2 separate regions of the Muntiacus reevesi genome follow, and region 2 is linked to region 1. The links are chromatin contacts, called in public Hi-C maps. All regions are on one chromosome and are shown on one strand. The core of a region is the stretch at or near the end of the contact, and the rest is flanking DNA. Distances in the headings are between cores, read along the strand shown. Region 1 holds the start of CCM2 (CCM2 scaffold protein). Region 2 holds the start of TMED4 (transmembrane p24 trafficking protein 4).

Region 1 (5,245 bases), core at 995-3,494:
AAATAAAGTGTGCTAAGTCGTGGCCTGGATAGGAATCTATGCCTCAGAGCCTTCTGTCTAGTCTGCCTGTGGGAAAATGGGCTAGGGCAGTGGCAAAATACAGAGAAAACACAAAATTCCTGGCTTAGGCAACTATGTAATAACAAACTATCTCCTTTAATAAACAATGTAATGTATTAATCTTCTCTAGACTTAAATCTTTCCATTGCCCCCAGTGATAAAATTCTTGAGTTTCACTGGTTTTTTACTTCTAGTCCTAAAACTCAGGAGTGTCTTACCACTTTTGTCTCTCTCAATATGCTGAATATTCAAATATTTCTTCCGGAGCTGGTAGAAAGTTCTAGAAAAAATTCAGTCATTCTCATCCTTCCCTGTCACAGACAGGCTAGTACCCACTTGAAAGGAATAATTCTCCTTAGCAGACAACATTTGGACTGACTATGGAAGATACCATGTGGCTAGGATTGGTCCTCTTCTAGAACTGAGCCAGCTAATCTACAGAATGCTGGCAGCCAAGAGTGCTGGTGACAGGCCTTCTCCTATAGGGCCCTGGCCCACCTGCCTATCTATGACAGGGAAGGATGCAACTGACTGCATTTCTTACGGAGCCTTCTATCAGCTTTGGTAGAAACATTAAATTCAGATTTCTCCCTTTTTGGTGGGCAGCATCCTTCTGTGGTCAATTGCTTACAGAATCACTTTCTTGGGTTGTTTTCCAGACTTAAACCAACTTTGCGGGTAACTGCAACTGATACCGCACTTCAATTTAGACAGGTGTGCTAAAAACATAACAAAACAATGAGTAAATAAAGTGAGAGAAGCAGAACACGATCTCCTGAAGATCATCTGGCTGCACTTCATTTGAAATACCTTTTGAAATGGGGCCCCTTGTGATGAGTAATCCTCAACTGAAGGACACAGCTGGCTCTGAAGAGCAGAAAATCAAAAGATTTATAAAGGTCTGTTTTAAACTTGTGCATAAAAGTGCACATACGTAAAAATGAAAATAACAAGTAAGACACTTGGGATTATAAAGCCTGTACTTAAGAAAGATACATTTCATTGAAATCCACTTTTCATTTCAATGATAGCTTATCCCATGTGGTTATTTGTCTCCTTGAAATGTTGAGTTTCTTTATCAATTACTCGAGCCTGTAATTAAAGACAGTTTAAAAAGTACACAGACTAAGGAGCCTCTTGAACTATGTCCTAAATCCAACTGCTAAATGTAACTGAAATCGCTCAGCTGGTACTAGGTAGAGCAAAACTCAGCCCGCGCCGGCAGAAGCGTGAACCGGCTGTATCATGAAGCAGTTTTTGTTTTTACTTGATACTCCAATAATGAAGTCAACTAAGCAGCAAATGTTTCTACATTAACCTTACGCCCCATTTTCTAAAAGACACTAACCCTAGAAAACTTTCTGGCCCATAACCGGGGCCAGCTGCTCTGCAGCCCCTGGTCACTCACCCGCCGGGAAGGCCATGTGGAGAGCCTAGGTTTGGGGGAGAGTCACTGACCGGAAGGGGCGGAAAGGCGTGGCTCCTTCCTCCCCCACGCGCCCTGCAGGCAAAAGACCACCTAAACCCATTGTCCAGGGGCTCGTCTCCTACTCCAGCGCGGAGACTGACTCCCGCGACCCAGTCCCGGACCCGACCGTGCGCCGTTCACCTGGGGACCCCGGCGTGCCCACCACGCTCACCTCCAACAGAGTGAGCCTCCGGGCCTCCCAACGCCGGACTTCCAACCTGGGGCCTCCCCACGCCAGACTCCCACCTCGGACTTTCCCGTGCCGGGCCTTCCCACGCCGGACTCCCGCCCTAGACCTCCCCACACCGAACCTCCTAAATCAGAACTCCCCTCCACGGACCTCCCAAGCCAGACTTTCCCACGCCCCGTACCGGCCGACCGACGGGCAGCCCCGAGGGACCCTCTCAAGTCCCCCGAGCCCTTCCCCGCCCAGCCCCAGCCCCTCAGCCTTCCGCCTGCCTAGGTCTGGGGTCCAGCACGCCTCCGGCTCAGCCTTCGGGCGGACGCGCTCTGAAGGCTCACCTTCTTGCCCTTCTTGCCCTCTTCCTCCATGTCTCCGCGAGCGGCCCCCGCGGCCTGGCCCGCCCCGGGAGCGCCGCGCCGCCCGCTGCCGCTACATGCTCGCCCTGGCCCCGCGGCCACCGCCGGTCCTGCGCCGCTCGCCCGGCCGCAGTCTCCGCCCGTGGCCGCCAGGGGCCGTCCGCGCCCTGCACCCCACACCCCGCACTTCCGGGCCGAGGGCGCGGCCCCGCCCCCGCAAATACGCCCCGCCCCGTGCGCGCACGCCCCTTCGGCCCACACGCCCCGCCTCCAACCCTTCAGAGCCGCCGAGAGCTAGCCTGCCCTCCCCGCCCCTTCAGGACGCGGGAGCGCGTCTGTCGCGCCCCTACCCACCACCCCCGCCACGCCCGTCTGGGAGGGCCGGAGCGCGCCTGCCCCGCCTTCAGCCCGTCCTCCTGCCCCTCAGAGCTACAGGAGCGCCTCCAGCTTTTCAAGTCTGCCGCCATCTTTACGGCAGCCAACTTCCCAGCCTGCCTCGCGCTCAGGGAGAGGGAGCTAGGGCCGACAGGAAGCGGAGGGCGGGGCTGGCGGGACGGGTGGGACCTGTGGGGAAGGTAAAGCGCCGGAAGAAGGTAGGGCGTGGGGCCTTGGGAGGGGGCCTGTGGGAGGGAAAGGCGGAGCTGACGAAGGGGCGGGACCGGCGGAGAGGGCGGTGGGGATAGAAGGGCGGGGCTTGCGGAACCGGGAAGGCGGGAAGCCAAAAGCTGGGCCTGCTGGAGGAGCCGGGCCTGGGCGAGGGGCGCAGGACCACTCCCTTTTCTTTTCTCCCTTTACTTGCCATTCCTGCAGGCACTAGGAAGACTGCCTATGTTCCAGACTTCCTATACAAATCCTTCAGGACAGTTTAAATGCAACAGAATACGTCCGAACCCTATAGAATAGAACTTCGAACTTTAACCTGTCACCTAGAAGTTCAGTTCAGTTCAGTCCAGTCGCTCAGTCGTATCCGACTCTTTGCGACCCCATGAATTGCAGCACGCCAGGCCTCCCTGTCCATCACCAACTCCCGGAGTCCACTCAAACTCATGCCCATCGAGTCAGTGATGCCATCCAGCCATCTCATCCTCTGTCGTTTTCTTCTCCTCCTGCCCCCAGTCCCTCATAGCATCAGGGTCTTTTCCAATGAGTCAACTCTTCGCATGAGGTGGCCAAAGTATTGGAGTTTCAGCTTCAGCATCAGTCCTTCCATGAACACCCAAGACTCATCTCCTTCAGGATGGACTGATTGGATCTCCTTGCAGTCCAAGGGGCTCTCAAGAGTCTTCTCCAACACCACAGTTATTCGAACTTTAACCAGTCACCTAGAAGTACTTTTACAATGAGATCCGGATGGATTGGTTTGCCCAAAAGTACACTGTAAATTGGAGTTAGCTGCAGCAGGCCCACTCTTTTGCCACAACTCAGCTGCCAGTAAGAACCTTGCAGCACAGGTAGCATGTAAACTCACACGAAACAAACCACTAATTGCCTCAACTGATCTTTTTTAAGAGTATTGCTTCCTGTGGCAGCTGTCAGTAGATTATCTCTCAGCTTGACATTCACTCTCAATTCTCATCGCAGGATGGAGCTTGGCCTTTTGAGCATTAGTCCTTTGCCGAGTAACCCAGTGTTTGCTTTGCCAGGAGAAACTTCTTGGAGACAGTGTGAGAGGGAAGGGGCTTTGTTACCTAGATTCAGTGAGTTTTCTTGGCAGGCACATGCTTAAAGAAGCCTCTGAAGCGTACACCTTCCTACATCAGGGGTAGTTTCTCCTACTCTGGGTTCTCCCAAGCACTTGACTGCAGTGGGGGCCTGCCAGCAACACCCAGCAGCCGGCAGATTCCTTCAGCACTCATCTTGAGAAGTTTTATATCCGGAGTGGTCAGCAAGACCCACTCCAAGAACAGTTTTCCCGGCACTCTAGAGCAGAGGTCCCCAATCCTCTGGGAGGCCTGTTAGCAACGAAGCCACCACACATCAGGGGGTGAGCAGTGGGCCAGCAAGCCAAGCTTCATGTGCCTTTCCCGTGGCTCCCCACTGCTCACAGTACTGACTGAACCATCCCCGCTACCATGCCCGTGGAAAAATTGCCTTCCACAAAGTTGGTCCTTGGTGCTGTGCCAAAAAGGTTGGGGGCCACTGCAGTAGAGGGTAGACTTCAGCAAGCTTTGCCAGCACCTCTCTGCCATTCGGTGAGCTGTAGCTATCCTATCTCTGACAAAGTCTGGACCTCAGCCCCAGGGGAAGGAAGAGCCTGTGTTCCCTGCAGTAGCCTTCATTACAGTAGTTTCTTGTATTCAGAGTTCTTTTCACTTTTAATACCGATTCCCTTGTTACCCTAATTTTCTGTTATACTTAATAATTCTTTATAGTAAATGTTTCCTACACTGTTTCTATCTCCTGATTGAATCCTATTTGATAAAGATATCACAAAAGTGAGTGGTCTCTAGTACTCCCTAAAGGCATTAGGTATTCCAGTCCCTTTGGCACATAAAGCTGAAGTGTGGGAAATGACTTTTCAATCTCCCTCCTGCAATAATTTAGCTTCCCACATTCACAGACACAAATAATGCAATGCATTCAGTGGTTATTCCCCCACCATTCACTGAAAAGAGGCCTGATATTTGAGATCTTCCACTAATGTACCTTTGCATACTCATCCTGCTATAATGCTGTCAATAACCCTACTAAAACTTCCCTTAACCTAATGTTAGGAAAATCTCACTCAATTCCTGTATTTCTCCCTTGCTTTCACACTACCATACTCACACTTCTGACACCAGATGTGTGGGCTTTTTTCCCACACCAATTTTTTGACACCAGCTATCTGTCCTATATTTAAATCAGTTCTGATATAGCAACCTGTAGAGACCATTGGATCTCACTGGTAAACGGCTCAGTTCCACAAGACTGCCCTGCATCCCACTTCAGATGACAATTAAAGGTTCATATTGTTACTTGTACTTCTGACCAACCAGCTATAAATTGGAGGTTCCCAGGATCCCCTCCTTGAATGCAAATAATGTTAGAATGGCTCACAAAACTCAGGAAGACAGATTCCTTATTGTTTTTTCAGGGTTGTTAGTTTGGCTGTGCCAGGTTTTAGTTGCAGCATGTGGGATGTTCCCTAAGCAGGGATCAAACCCAGGCCTCCTGCAGTGGAAGCGTGGAGTCAAC
Region 2 (4,791 bases), core at 220-2,719, 240 kb after region 1:
TCCAGCTTCTGATAAAAGAGATCTTATTTTCCGTCCTCACTGCACAACTGCTGCTGCTCAGGGTTTCCTTGTAAAACTTCTTTAAAGCCACTAGGATATTTGCCTTGGTTCAATCCCACTTTTTAAGAGATAAATAGGAACATATCCAACACTAAGCAGATTCCTGGGTGGGGAAGACCCTTGGAGAGGGAAATGGCAACCCACTCCAGTATTCTTGCCTGGAGAATCCCATGGACAGAGCCTGGCAGGGTACAGTCCGTGAGGTCGCAAGAGCCGGACACGACTTAGTGACTAAACCACGGTAAGCGCGGTAAGAATGATTTTTACAGGGTTTGTGTTTAGGAAGGATGGGAAGCAGCAGAACAAGCTCTGGGCCCCCACTTGCACTTGTCATGGGCCCATCAGACCCAAGAGGCTGGATTTTGTTCTGTTTCACATCTCTCTCCACTCTGAGCCCTAAACCACCGTGAGACAGTGGAGCAGACCCACAGCCCGAGAGACTGCATGTTCCACATCTTCACCTAGAAGACAATGAGCAGCTGGACAAGTTGAGAGAGAACAATAAGGGCTGGAAACAGAGGCGGAGACGCCGCCGAGCCTCGCCCTTTTGGTGCAGTTCTAGTGACCACTGGACCGTCTCTATTTGTCCCTCTTCCCACACATCTCTCACCTTTAGCCCAATCTCCACTTTCTCTTACTGGTAAGCACCCCCGGGTGACTATCTGTGAGCACTTCGGTGTATACCCCTAGCAGAGGAGTGTCAGAAAATAATCATTCCAACACTGTCATCTCAAGCAACAAAACCGATAAACTCCTAAAATCTGGAACACCTAAACCTGTTGGCGCCTCACGGCTTGGAATACCGTTTCCTGTAGGTCTGTTTGGAGCCCCACCCAGGTGAGGCCTCCACCCCGAGGTCAAGGCTTCCAAAGGCTCGGTGAGCCCCTATTCCTGGCGGCACCGAATGTGCCTGAGGCTCCTACACGATTTCTCACACCGGTATCCGCCTAGTCGGAGTCTCGTGAACGGTCTGTCGGTCCGGGGACTCCGACTTTCCTTTCCTCGGTGGACCCCGAGTTCGGAAGCCTACGTCGACCCAATCTTCCGGATACGGGACTCAAGCCCCAGCGCAGGCTGACGGGTAAGCAGCAGGGGCGAAGGGGTTGTGAACATTTCCGTACGCTTGCTCTGCCACGCCGCGTTTGCTGGGAGCAGGGCGCAGGCGCGCGCATGCGCACTGAGGAGAAGCAGCTTTTTGGTTGTTGACGGAACCCACTACGCCTCCAGAGAGAGGGAGGGACCAGTCAGTCTCCGGGCGTCCTGCGTTTGCGCACTCTCCCCTCGGCCCTGTAACTTGGCTTAAAGGACGCGAGCGGGGCGGGGCGGGGCGGGGCGGAGCGGACGCAGAGCGGGAGTCACCGCGCAAGCGCGTCCTGCGCCTGGTCGTTCTGCGTCGTCAGGGAGTGGGGCGCAGGTGCGCGCATGCGCACTGGGCAGAGGGCGCGCGTTGGCAGGTGTCTCGGCTGGGCGTCGGCGGGCAATGGGGTTGCCGGCGTTGCTGCTCCTTGCTCTGTGCGCAGCAAGCGCCCGGGGGCTTTATTTCCACATCGGCGAGACCGAAAAGCGCTGCTTCATCGAGGAAATCCCCGACGAGACCATGGTCATCGGTCAGGCGGGGCGAGGGTGGATCGGGCCCTGAGTTGTCCCCAAGACGCCGTCGGGCTCTCCGCTCGCAGCGGCACTCTGAGGACGCGGGACGGTGACCGGGCGAGCAGTGCCCCCTGCCTGGCGTCCCGGGAGCCGCGGAGTGTGGGAGCCGGACGGACTAGGCGGGTTGTGACAGCTCTGTCTGTTCCGCAGGGAACTACCGCACCCAAATGTGGGATAAACAGAAGGAGGTCTTCCTGCCCTCGACGCCCGGCCTGGGCATGCATGTGGAGGTGAAGGATCCTGAAGGCAAGGTAGGGCCACCTTCACTAGAGCTCTTGGGTTGGACAGAACTCATAAGACACGAGCTTGCACTTGGCGAGGTTAGAGTAAAGGTGTGGGCTTTCACTGACTGCTCTGTTGCAGGTGGTGCTCTCCCGGCAGTACGGCTCAGAGGGCCGCTTCACCTTCACTTCCCACACTCCCGGTGACCATCAGATCTGCCTGCACTCCAACTCTACCAGGATGGCTCTCTTTGCTGGAGGCAGACTGGTAACAGTTTTCTCTTGGCCATAGCTCAGAATCTGTCACTTGGTTCCAAAGTTTAGATTTACTAAAGAACCTGCCTGCCAACGCAGGAGACCAAGAGATGCAGGTTCCATCCCTGGGTCGGGCATATCCTCTGGAGAAGGGCATGGCAACCCACTCCAGTATTCTTGCCTGGAGGACCCATGGACAGAGGAGCCTAGAGGGCTATGGTCCACAAGGTCACGAAGAGTGGGACATAACTGAAGCGACTTAGCAAGCATGCACATCATTTGTAACTCCTTGTGGCACAGTTACAAGTAAGAAATAGACGTTGCCCGCCTGTCCCACAGGGACAAGAGTATGTTCCATAGCCTGGAACAGACCATCAGAGGTTGCATCACTTAGACATCATAATGTCACAATGACGCTGACTTTGGGGTCCAACCTTGTTTCCTCCTAGCGTGTGCACCTAGACATCCAGGTTGGGGAGCATGCCAACAACTACCCTGAGATTGCTGCCAAGGATAAGCTGACGGAGTTGCAGCTCCGAGCCCGCCAGCTGCTTGATCAGGTGGAGCAGATCCAGAAGGAGCAGGATTACCAAAGGGTAAGGGCATGTCACTGTACTTGGCCATGGCAGTTGACCTTTATACCCATTACACCTGGCAGTGTCTTCCTGGGGCTTTCCCTACTCGGGAAGCCGGCTGTTCAAAGACTGGAATGGAGGGTATCAGTGCAGGTGGCCATTTTTCAGCTCTGTAGAATGAAGTGTAGAGAGGACAGTTCACCCTCTAGCAAAATCCATTGCCTGCCTCCTTATTTTGGGATCTTGCTTTTTTTTTTCTTTTTTTTTGGGGGGGATCTTGCTTTAAGTGGTTTAAGAATGTGATTTCTGTTCTAGCAGAGAAGCTCATGGAGGGGCAGCATGTTACTTCCTTGGGGCACTCTCAGGGGAATCAGAGGCAGTATTTCAAAAGGTGTTTGGTCCCACAGTTGAGCAGTGGCATGGGAGGGAAGGACCTTGCAACAGCTGAGACTGTCTCTCCTGCACATTTAACCCTGGGTTCATTGTCCTACGCAGTATCGTGAAGAGCGCTTCCGTCTGATCAGTGAGAGCACCAACCAGAGGGTCCTGTGGTGGTCCATCGCTCAGACTGTCATCCTCATCCTCACTGGCATCTGGCAGATGCGTCACCTCAAGAGCTTCTTTGAGGCCAAGAAGCTGGTGTAGTGTCCTCACCACATGACCCTTTCCTGTCACCTCAATTATTTGGTACTTTCCCCACCCAATATCTTATCCACCTGGATTCTGAGGGAAAAAAAAAAGTGAAAAAAGAATATAAGCCACATTGGTTCCATGGCAACAAAGCATTCAGATCAACCACTTGTTAACACTGGTTTTCAAGGACACAGGACACTGGTCCAGGCTTTCAAAGATCTGTCTTGGGGTTTGTGCAGAGCTGGAACTGACCCAGGACTAAGTCTTCTTTTGCATCCAGTGATTCCCCTCTTTCTCATAAAATGAGCAAATGAAAAACCCTCCTACGCCTTTAACCTTTCCCTTCATCTACTTACGAAGTAGGCAACCAAAATGCTCCATCGAGGAGGCCTGCCTCACTGCTCTGCTGTCAGTCTTGGGTTCACTCAGCAGCTTTGTGAATGTAAATAGGGGCAAAGGCCCCAGAGGATTGAAAAGTTTTTCTATATATTAGAACTATTTTTTGATAAAATTATATATTTTCCTTCCTAGTTGAAGTGTTACTGCCTTTGTGTGACTAGCTGAAAACATTGGTGCAGTCCCTTCTGCATTGTTTATGCACACATCCTTGATAACTTAACTACCATGGCAGCTCCCAGGACTTCAGCTCTCAGGGCCAGAGAGCAGCTGCTCTCAAGGCCTAATCAGAGGGCCAGGCAGAGAATTCTCCAGGACACCTGTGGTTTCCATCACACAGGGCCTGAATTCAAGAGTGAGGCAGTGACAGCTCACACAAGGCAGGACACTGTTACCCTCCTGTTTCCCTTAACTTTTATTTAAGCTGTGGTAAATGTTTTCCTTGCGGGAACCAGATTTGGTTCTTTATACAGATTTTTCCAGTGAAATAAAACGTGTTGTAGTAGCTGTGTTTGAAATGAAATAAAGAGGCCGTGGGCAGAGGGGAGGCACCAAAGGAGATGGAAGAAAAGCTCTTGGTCTGGGTGCTTCTGCAGCTGACTGGGAGCGGACTTGGGCATGTGGGCTTGTGAGGCTAGGGAACAGACAGGGTGGTGGCTCAGCCATGCACAGAGGGCAGCCACGTAGGCTTGACAGCAAGGAATCCTGTGAAGGGATTAAGTATCTGTTTCTTAGCTCCCTGGAATCATAAGTGTAAACACATCTTAGCATACTTCCCTCATGCCTTTTTGCCATATAAAACTTAATACCATTAGTTGCCCATTCTTGACATTTTATTTCATGGTTTTATTTATTTAAAATACATTATTTATCTGACATACAAAACTAAATCTTCCCTTCTTGTTTTTTTTTTCCCCTTCTTGTTTTTATCTTCCATATTATTCTACATGTGTATCTATTTTTACTTATAGAAGTATAAGCAATTTAGTTTTCTAGACCTT

What was found. Hi-C and Micro-C count contacts between places; a contact is called where the count stands out from the background.
Region 2: a Hi-C map of muscle shows a contact between it and region 1, with 4 times the contacts expected there. The contact joins the promoter of TMED4 here to the promoter of CCM2 in region 1. A contact is called at or near these places in 2 of 3 Hi-C or Micro-C datasets (blood and muscle).

Annotation. Positions count from the first base shown.
Region 1 is chr6:72,659,357-72,664,601 of mMunRee1.1, forward strand. CCM2 (CCM2 scaffold protein) reads right to left here and starts at 2,245. Exons shown (of 10, transcript XM_065939435.1): 1 at 2,051-2,245. The coding sequence starts at 2,080.
Region 2 is chr6:72,895,688-72,900,478 of mMunRee1.1, forward strand. It overlaps TMED4 (transmembrane p24 trafficking protein 4), which reads left to right and starts at 1,470. Exons shown (of 5, transcript XM_065939710.1): 1 at 1,470-1,667; 2 at 1,861-1,961; 3 at 2,074-2,199; 4 at 2,636-2,782; 5 at 3,257-4,295. The coding sequence starts at 1,541. The coding sequence ends at 3,406.